Regions from separate parts of the Mus musculus genome. Here regions 2 and 3 are each linked to region 1. Evidence: chromatin contacts called from public Hi-C and promoter capture Hi-C data. All regions are on one chromosome and are shown on one strand. Each heading gives the region's core, a stretch centred on a gene start, on an enhancer-like site or on the middle of the called end of the contact. The rest is flanking DNA. Distances are from core to core; before and after follow the strand shown.

The links. Promoter capture Hi-C pulls out the DNA fragments that hold promoters and counts their contacts. A called contact is a pair of places that touch in the nucleus more often than the background predicts.
Region 2: a Hi-C map of uterus shows a contact between it and region 1, with 4 times the contacts expected there. The contact joins the enhancer-like site here to the promoter of Kif26b in region 1. A contact is called at or near these places in 7 of 39 promoter capture datasets (3T3-L1-derived adipocytes, the HPC-7 cell line, cranial neural crest and 4 more), 13 of 484 Hi-C or Micro-C datasets (the HL-1 cell line, adipose-derived mesenchymal stem cells, cerebellum and 8 more), 4 of 115 datasets of contacts at active chromatin or transcription factors (cardiomyocytes, embryonic limb bud, embryonic stem cells and 1 more) and 3 of 9 other capture datasets (adipose tissue, embryonic stem cells and liver).
Region 3: a promoter capture Hi-C map of trophoblast stem cells shows a contact between it and region 1, with 2.6 times the contacts expected there. The contact joins the enhancer-like site here to the promoter of Kif26b in region 1. A contact is called at or near these places in 11 of 39 promoter capture datasets (the 3T3-L1 cell line, the HPC-7 cell line, cranial neural crest and 7 more), 5 of 484 Hi-C or Micro-C datasets (the Patski cell line, colorectal tumor organoids, embryonic stem cells and 1 more), 3 of 115 datasets of contacts at active chromatin or transcription factors (a beta-TC-6 cell line and embryonic stem cells) and 3 of 9 other capture datasets (embryonic stem cells, embryonic tail and liver).

What each region holds. Positions count from the first base shown.
Region 1 is chr1:178,527,464-178,530,663 of GRCm38.p6, forward strand. It overlaps Kif26b (kinesin family member 26B), which reads left to right and starts at 1,662. Exons shown (of 15, transcript NM_001161665.1): 1 at 1,662-2,162; 2 at 2,926-3,200. The coding sequence starts at 2,100.
Region 2 is chr1:178,640,411-178,643,610 of GRCm38.p6, forward strand. All of the region lies in intron 2 of Kif26b (kinesin family member 26B), which reads left to right. Among named protein-coding and RNA genes, the nearest start is that of Gm24405, 5.1 kb to the left of the region's middle. Within about 2 kb of position 1,506, at least 24 of the 459 cell types and tissues checked have an H3K27ac peak or open chromatin away from gene starts, as enhancers often do. A contact at or near this core is called in uterus, where this site is marked.
Region 3 is chr1:178,596,286-178,599,485 of GRCm38.p6, forward strand. The region is part of intron 2 of Kif26b (kinesin family member 26B); the gene reads left to right. Among named protein-coding and RNA genes, the nearest start is that of Gm24405, 39 kb to the right of the region's middle. Within about 2 kb of position 1,611, at least 6 of the 459 cell types and tissues checked have an H3K27ac peak or open chromatin away from gene starts, as enhancers often do. A contact at or near this core is called in trophoblast stem cells, where this site is marked.

The sequences.
Region 1 (3,200 bases), core at 412-2,911:
TTTGAGGCTGATAAGCCGCGCGTAGCTAATGGCGACGATATTTTCCGCGGCACCTAGGCAGAATACAGATGCGGCTGCAGTTGGGCTGCCTGGAGGCTACCAGTCCCCCTAAGGTCTTCGGCAGATATGATCGCGTTGAAATTGGAAGTAGGAACGTAATGGAAACTTCCACAGTGTTCTCAACATCTTCATTTTGACCTTCTCGCCTCGCTTTAGAGGCTATGAAATATCCGGGGTGCACCAGCTGCAGAGGGCGCTGGGCGGGGATGGCGATGCCCGGGAGGCGCCGAAGGTTCACACAGGAAGACAGGAGGGGGGGGCGTTGCCCCGGGTTCTAGCACCCCAATTGTTGTATTCTGCCCCCTCCTTTCTCTTGCATATGTTGAAGGAAGACAGCGACTAGGGAAGCCCGAAATGTCCTCCTGCCCCCGCCTAGCCCCAGGCCAGGTCTTTCCGGGGTACCCAGATGCCATTACACCACACGTGATCTCCGCGCCCGGCTGGTCCCGCAGGAGGCGTCTCGTGGGGTGTTAATTAAAGGTCACAACAAAATAGACCTGCCGGCTCACCAGAAGAAATGTCCTCCCGGGAAATGAAAAATGACACCCCGGAGCAGCCACGTGTGGAGCCCGGCGTACGCCGGCTTCCTGCGCTCCTGGGCGCTGCGCCGGGCGGGGGACGGGAATCAGACAGCGGGCGACAGCTGGGTGCTCTGGAGATCCCACAGGTCCGGGTGCTGGCAGGCAACCGTGCAAAGGGGCAAGGGGACGATCCCAGTCCCCGAGGTCGATCAGCTCGCGCCACACCCCCTCTCCAGGCCCGCGCAGTCCTTCCGCGCGCGTTCGGCGCGACCAATCCCTCAGTTTCCCCAGCCTGGCAGCTACAGGCTGGGTCTCGGGCTCACCTGTGCAGGTCTCGGGAGGTTTTCCCTTCATTAACAGGGGCTTGGGCCCGTGGGCGGGCGCGGGAAGGGGGGCTCAAGGCTCCCGGTGCTCAAATCGGGGTCCAGGGGAGGAGGGTCCCCTGGCCCGCTGGGGCTAGGAGGGCGAATCAAGACAAGGTTTGCCAGGCAGGTCTGGGAGAACAAAGGGCGGGGGGGTTGGTCCCGGCCTGTTTGCGGACTTGTTTGTGACTCAATCCGTTTGCACGGCTTTTCAAAGGCAGACCTGCACGCCTTGCCAGGAAGAGACCAGCTCTCGGGGAGGGGGGCGGGGAGGCCTGGGTGCTGCGTTTCAGCGCAGCTCGGCCGACTCCGAGCTACAGGCTCGCGCGCTGGATAGCACCGGAGCCCGGGGCTGTGGGCCCCTCGCCAGCAACTTCCCCGCCCGGAGCCAGATTTACGACCCCACCCCCGCCCCGGCTGCGCCTGGCGATGCCAGGCCCAAGCGCCGCGCCGTAAATGGATCGCGGCAGGCGAGGCGGCGGCGGCGGCCCGGCGGGCTCCGAGGCGGCGGGGCTGAGGTTCCCTAGGCTCCGCGCTGCTCCCGGACGGACACACGCGTCCTGACCGCGGGCTGCTCTCCGGCCGCGTACAGCCGCCCTCTCCTTGCCCTGCGCGCAACTGTCAGGAGAAAACGGGACGGCGCATATTGGCTCGGCGACACGCCGTGGCTCCTCCCCGAGTCTGGATCCTTATATTTTGGGAGAATTTCTTTGAACTCAGTTAGCGAGCTCGGGGAAGGAGGCAAGTTCCCACCGCCGGCTCGGCTCGGCGAGGGCTCGCCCACCTTCCCTGCAGCCTCCCTGCGTCCTCGCCGCCGTCCTCCTCCGTTTCGGCCCCGCTAGAGGAGAACGCGCGCTGGCCGGGTGGAGGAAAATGCTAGCGATCTGGATGTGACCGCGAAGAGAGGACGCGTGGCTGGAGGAGGCAGAGAGATGAGAAGACCCATTATTTGAGAACCACCAGCCGTTCCAACCTTTCCTGCAAATTGGTGCTATTACTTCTGGGGTCCATTTGCTTTCATTCTTCCCAACCCCCCATTAAGAAATCTTGACTTGAGGACCAACCCCTACCACGAGGGGGGACGCGTCTGGGTTGGCAGACCTTTTGGATGTAGCCTTGTGGGAACATTTAGACCCTTTCCTCTGGAAGAGCCACCATGAATTCGGTAGCCGGAAATAAAGAGAGGCTTGCGGTCTCCACCAGGGGCAAGAAATACGGGGTAAGTTGTGGCGGTGTCCACGAGGAGATGCGTTTCCAGGGACTCATCTGAGTGGGTGTCCTCTGCTTCCCGGGAGCCGGCGGCGGATGCAGGGTCCCCAGCTCTCGGGTGCACCGGCGTCCCCACGGCCGGCGGGGTCGTGCGTGCATGGAGGCGGGTCTGCAGCTCGCCTGGCTACGGGAATGTCTTCAGCCCTTGGTTCCTCCCTTTCCTCACACCCTTAACTTTTGCAGTATTTCGGGACTTGCAGACAGAGTTAAGCCGAGGGGGAGCATTTCCCAGGAATTCCTCTGCTCTTCCCTCGGATCGCTGCCCTGGAGCGGGGAGCCCGTTTGCTTTACCTGCAGGACCTGGGGTGGGGGCTGTTCCCCGAATGAGTAAACATCCAGAAGTCACAGTCACCCACCCTGCGATAGGGTGTTCTAGGACTGTGTACCTAGGCCCTTGCTGGGGTGGGTACCGGGTTTGAAAGAGTAGGGCGCTGGATTTCTGGGTGTTCTCGCAGAAGCTGCAGGATATCCACACCCCGCAAGCTCTTGTGCTGACCCCAGGAGGAATGGAGGGGGACCTGCGTGCGGGTCACTCTGGCGAGGGTGGGTGGGACAGGACTTCCTTAAGGATTGGTCACTTGAAGGATGGAGATAGATGGAGGGCAGGTTTGCATCAGTGCGGGCAGGACGGCGACCCCCCCCCCCCACCAGCCCTCCGCCGCACGGGGGACTGATGGCTCTACAGGGCCTGACGCCGCGCGTCTCTCCGGCAGGTGAACGAAATGTGCTCGCCCACCAAGCCCTCAGCGCCCTGCTCTCCTGAGAGCTGGTACCGCAAGGCTTACGAGGAGTCGCGCGCCGGCAGCCGGCCCACCCCGGAGGGAGCAGGCTCTGCGCTGGGCTCATCGGGCACCCCGTCCCCGGGCTCGGGCACCTCGTCCCCGAGCTCCTTCACCGGCTCTCCGGGACCTGCATCTCCGGGCATTGGTACCAGCTCGCCCGGCTCTCTGGGCGGCTCACCCGGCTTCGGCACCGGCTCCCCTGGCTC
Region 2 (3,200 bases), core at 256-2,755, 110 kb after region 1:
GGACTGTCTTGGCCATGGCTCTCTTGGGACTATGTAGGAACTGTTGTCTTTCTTCCCTGTTAGTTAGCAGCTTTGGCTTAGTGGGAAAATCTAAGATTCTCAAAGCATCATGCAGTGGGGGAAAGGGTTTGGGATTTGACAGGCTGGGGAGAGACGTGGTATAAAATGTAATGCACGGACTCTTTAAGGTGGAGAACAGAACTGGGCAGTGGTGGCACACACCTTTAAACCCAGCACTTGGGAGGCAGAGGCAGGCGGATTTCTGAGTTCAAGGCCAGCCAGGACTACAGAGTGGTCTACAGAGTGAGTTCCAGGACAGCCAGGACTACACAGAGAAACCCTGTCTCGAAAAAAAACAAAACAAAACAAAACAAAACAAAACAGATGGAGAACACATTCTGAGGCACCAGGAGGTTCGGGGAGAAAATGAAGCTTTGCCCTTGCAAAGTCAGAAGGCAACAGATCCTGCTCACTTCCTCAGAGAGAAGTTATGTGCTAAGGTCCAGAGAGGTCGGATGGCAGGAAATTGAAAGCTGTGATGTTGACACTCTAGATCAAGTGTCCTTTCATGATCTTAGACTTTTGTGACTGAAAAAACTGCTCTCCTACCAAGGAGGTGGACTCAGGGCTGAAGCGCAGTACAGCCATGAGCATTTCCCCTTGGAATCTAATCCAGCCAGGTCATCATGACCCCCTGCATCATCAACAGAAGTGGAACACTGGCCAAACATCACCAAAGCTTTAGAATAACATCCACTTACTTCCAGGCCTCCCGAGACCCGATTCCTCGTTCATTCATCTACTGGACTTTCCAACTTCCAGACTTTCCACAGCTGTCACCGTTTAGCATGAGTAACAGCCTGCAGAAGAGTGTGGGTGACAGTACGGCATGCTGCCGGGCGACATCTTGCTCAGCATTGCTTATGCAATCTCCTGCCACTGGCCATGTGCCAGGCCTGACAAATAGCCATGAAGGTGACTTGTCACAAAGTAAATATTTTTGTGTAAAAAGATCACTGTTGAGTTTACTCCATTATTACATATTCTATGCTTGGCAAAATAATTATTACAGTAAATGTTTCTGCTTCTGCTTTTGCTTCTTCCTCCTTCTTCTCCTCCTCTTCCTCTTCCTTTTCCTCCTCCTCCTTCTCCTCCTCTTCCTCTTCTTCATACTCAAAAGAAAATCTTGGTGGAATATTTTCCTGTCCCTGGATTATTCGGAGTATCCAGTGCTGTCTGAGTTCTGTCTCATGCATCTCCCAGCATCTCTATCTTTCTTGGGAAAATGTATCTACAAGGAGTGAACCTTACTGAGAAAGGCAAACCATTTTCTGTGGTTTTGTTTGTTTGTGTGAGTGCTTATAGATACAGTGCTGGGCCTTTTCTACAGAGGGGCAGGAGAAGGACACCTTGTCACTGAACGTGCAGCCCATGGCCTCCAGCATCTGTATTTGCCAGTGTTTTGAGGATTAGACTCATGAGCCTGTGGTGCTCTCCTGTGGTGCTTTCCCGTGGTGCTTTCCTGTGGTAGCTTAGGTGTGGCTCCCTCAAGGGGCATTGCTTTCAGAGCCTGGTTTCATTCAAAACTCAAAATGAAACTCAAAATTTCTCTTTCTCCTCACTTCCCCCTTATCAACATCTTGTATTTGTGTGGTGCATTTGTTATGACTGGTAAAAGCCACCATCAATACATTAGTATTAACTGAAGCTCATAGCTGACATTAGTGCTTATGCCCTGTGTTGTAAAGTCTGTGGGTTGGACATATGTATAGTGTCATGTAGCAATACTCATGTATTGAGTACTGAACCCTACCATGCTCTGCCACTGGGTATATGTATGTGTCCTACAAAGGAATTTCATTATTCCCCAAATCCCATTCAGTCAATTTCAACTTCAAGTTTAGCTTCATGGCATCTGACACCAGGCTCCGGACTCTGTGGGCACCTATATGCACATGTACATACGTTCACATGCACATACATACATGCTCATAATAAAATAAACCTTTAAAAATAATTTTCAGTTAGAGTGTAGTAGCACATGTGGTACTCTTTTGTAATGTGTGGTTATCAAAAGTGAATCTTACCTATCGAGATTGAGGAAAGATCTTGCCCAAGCTATGAGCAGAAGGTAACAGTGGCATCTTCCTTGTTCCCATGGGAGACCCACCAACTCTAGCCATGATGGCCCATCTTCCAAGAGTAAGATGGGAAAAGCCAACGGGAGACGGATCAGCACACCATCCTTGTGTGTGTTTGAAGGAGCTTAGGCTAGATTGGTGGGTGGAAGAAGTGATTTTACAGTCAGCAAGCGAGTGGTCAGGAGACAAAGAATGCATGCAGCACCTGACGTGACATGTGCAGATGCACACTTCCTCAGCATATTTAGTTAGTATATTTTCTGTTCTTAGACTGGTAGATGCTTATAATGATTAGAATCTCCCAAGGTGACAAAAGTGATCATTAGCATTTAAAACATTTGTAGTTTTTAACTAGAGCCAAGAACTATGTTCAGGAAATGACCCAGGATCAGAGAGCTAAGAACCCACTGGTAGCTGATGCTCTCTTGCTATGTATCGACTATGGCTGAAGAATCATTTCATTGGCACCTCTGATTACACCATGTGTCAGCATGGGGAATGTTTGCACAGCTTCCTGTGTGTCAGTCAGGCAAAGAGTGTGTGTGATACGGGCTGTGGTTCAGGTTTATGGCCCAGCATGGCTGCCATAGGCTTGAGCAGTTTGGAGGCCTGGGCCTCTGCTGTCCATCTCTCTTTTTCATAGTTAACCAGAGACAAAAACAAAGGTTTAAAATAATGTAACAGTGTTGCAAGCAGGATTCCATGCTTTGCTAGGCTGGAGCACAAACCACCTCTCCCCCTTTAGAAACATAAACTATTGCAAAAAAAGATGAGAAAGGCCAGGTGAGATCTTGTGAGTGTGATTTCCCTGGGAAGGAGGCATACGTATTTAGCTGGCTTGCAGTAAATCTAACTGATGTTTTCCAAAGGTAAACTGAAAGCCATCAAGTAGTAGAGTTTATCTCTCGACTTCATTTTTATTGCCACAACTCCGTTCTGTTTAGAAAGCAAACAAGCCGTTAGAATATTCCAACAGAAATGTCGCCAACATGATTTAGTAGGTGGGTTATTTAGTGTTCATTAGCAGAGTCCCAGCTTTGGTGGACAGTGGTGAATTTG
Region 3 (3,200 bases), core at 361-2,860, 69 kb after region 1:
AGTCTATGTCTCAAGAAACCAAAACCCAAACCCTGTAAGTTTTATTTAGATGTGTCCTAGTTTGCTTTCTATTGGCGTGATGACCACGGCCAAAGGCAGCTTGGGGAAAAGTGGCTTTATTTTGCCTTACAGGTCACAGTTCATCATTGAGCCAAGGCAGGAACTGAAGCAGAGGCTGTTCCTTACCGCTTGTTCCCCATGGGCTGCTCTGCTGGCTTTCTTATTTGACACAGGACCACCAGCCCAGGAATGGCACCTTACTCAGTGGGCCAGGCTTTCCACATCAATCACCAATCAAGAAAATGCCCTACAGGCTTCCCACAGGCCAATTTGATGGAGACAGTTTCTCAAACAATACCTCCTCTTTCTAGATAACTCCAGCCCAAGTTGAGTTGAGAAGAGCTCACCAGCTTGAGAGTTTAATGTGTATTTTCATGAGTGGATATGGCTGGTACTTTTTGTAGTCTTCTCTCTTGGTTAGATCTCAGTTCTCTTAATATTACCACATCAGTTTGAGACTGCTTCCTCCTTTTCTGCTCTCTTAAAAAGATCATTACAACTTGTATTGATAAAGTTTGTCAGATTTTACCTGTAAAGGTATTTGGACATGGAAGATTAATTATCCATCAATTAGTCATCCACCAATTAACTAACCATTAATTAATCCTTAATTGGTGATTAATTATTAATTAATTAATTTTGATTAAACAAACTTTCAAGACAAGGGTCTCGCTATGGAGTCCAGGCTGGCTTCAAACTCATGACCCTTTTTTTTTGATCTCTTGAGTGCTGGGATTTCAGCATGCACTACCACATCTAATAGTCAGGAGAATCATGTGTGTGTCAATTTTAAGTCACTAATTTCATATTTTTAAATGACTATAGAAGCGTTTGCTGTTTCTACTTAGATTATCAATTTTTATTTTATTATTTTTATCTCTATGAGTGTTTGTCTGCATGCATGCCTATGTATCACATATGTGCATGGTACCCAAGGAGGCCAGAAGAGGGTGCTGGATGCCATGTAATTGAAGTTACAGATGGCTGTGAGCACCCATGTTGGTGCTAAGGATTGAACCCCGTGTTCTCTGAAAGTGTTGCCAGTGCTCATAACCACTGAGCCACCTCCCAAGCTTCTCTACGACCTACTTTTAAATCATACATAGAGGAAACATTTTATTATGTATATAGAATTTTCAGTCATTCTTTTTCTCTTTAATATTATGGGTATTTTGACATCATTATACAGTCACTAAGGAGACAGGGTTTTTTTTTTTTGTTGTTGTTGTTGTTTTGTTTTGTTTTGCTTTTGAGTCAGAGCCTTTCTACATAAGCTTGGCTGTCCTGAAACTTGCTCTGTAGACCAGGCTGGCCTCAAATTCTCAAGTCTGCCTGCTTCTGCCTCCTGAGTTCCAGAACTAAAGGCACCTGGCTCAAGAAGACAGCGCTTAGAATCCTTGCTTTATGCATTTGCTCATTTTTGTAGTTGTCATTTAGGTTGGGTCACCCAAGAACAAAGGCTGTCACTTGCAGCTGAGAAGGTCACTTGTGTAATGTATGTAGTGTAGTTAGCACCAGGAATCAGAGCAGACACTGATTTCTGCTGACATCATGTTCTAGTCTGACCAGACACTGGTCACTTCCCAGAAAGCTGCGATTTCCTCGTGCTTGATAGGTCGAGGGTAAAGGTCGCCATGAAAATGAACTGTGCAGGGCAGGGGGTGGGGGTGGGGGTTGGGGGCGGCTTTCCTTTTCCTGAGGGAAGAGGTGACACAATCTTTTGGAATGCCGGCTTACCCTGAAGCACATCCTGCCTGGACAGATGAGCTCAGGGATTTGGGCCCAAGTGGGTTCTGTTGAGAGATCTTTGCACATAGTTCTAAAGGCACACAAAGATGGTGGGATTGCAGTTCTGGAGGACAGGAACTGGAAGGACGTGCACCCCACTCCCCATGGAGCTCAGGTCCTACAGCAGTGTATAACACTCTGTGAAACTATTCTTGATGTCCGTGGAGGTCAGGCTCCTTACTGCCCACGTGACCTCACGGTGCTGTGTAGGTGAAGTATGGATAGCTCCCCCTCCCAAGTTGGTTGCGTTGATTCCGAGTCTTAAATCCCCAAGAGTTTTGCTTCTATACCTGTTTTTAACAGCAGCAAGACACTATCTCCTCCTCCTTCCATGTCCTTCCTCTCCCCTCTCTCTCCTCCTCTCCTTCCTCCTTCTCTTCTGCCTCCTTTTCAGTACTGGGGATTGGATCCAGGTATTCATGCATGCTAGGCACATACTTGACCACTGAGCCATACCATTGCTCCCATTTACCTACTGTATAAATGGTCCAAACATTCCCTCTGTCTCTGTTCCTGCCTGCCCAAATTATTGTGTCCAGCTTTCCTGCATCCCATGTCCTTTGAAGACTCTAGAATCTCTCATTGAGTTTTCTCAATTGGATTGGATCAGTGTGAAACTCTTTTGCACTGAATTCAAACACATGATTAGGCTGTCGATTTCTCATTTTAAAAGGCAGTCCCCAGGCCCAAGGATGTGACTCAGTGGCAGGGCATGTTTTTAGTGTGTGCAAGGCTCTGACCTTAATCCTCGATGATGATGATGGTGGTGGTGGTGATGGTGATGATGATGATATTAATAATAATTATAGAAATAATGGCTCTCCATGATCTCTATCTGCTATTTCTCAGAAACACATTGAACCCCTACATATCACATATGTACTTTCTGCTCAGCTCAGTCTGACTATATGCCCTGTCACCACCCACTGCCCACACCTGACTGACCAACCCCATGATCTGGGCCTAAAACAGCACTACCTCTCTTAGGAACAGCAATTTGTCTTTGGTTCAGATTCCTTTATTCCAACAGTTTAAAAAGAAAAGTCCTTGCAGGTCTCTACAAATCTCACATCTAAAGCTTTATGGAGCAGATTATTTCTTTAAAAATATTGTTGTCTTTGTCTTCCTAGCAGATAGTAATTTTGAAATTGTTAGACACACACCTGCTGGCAAAGGGGAAATTAGTTTTCTCCAATGGAGTGTCAATGGGTATTTCAGCCACATTTCAGGGAAGGCCCCATGGCAAGAAGTAGCTAGCCAATATAAAATAGGCTCCGTGTGTGTGTGTGTGTGTGTGTGTGAGAGAGAGAGAGAGAGAGAGAGAGAGAGAGAGAGAGAGTTAGAGTTGTATC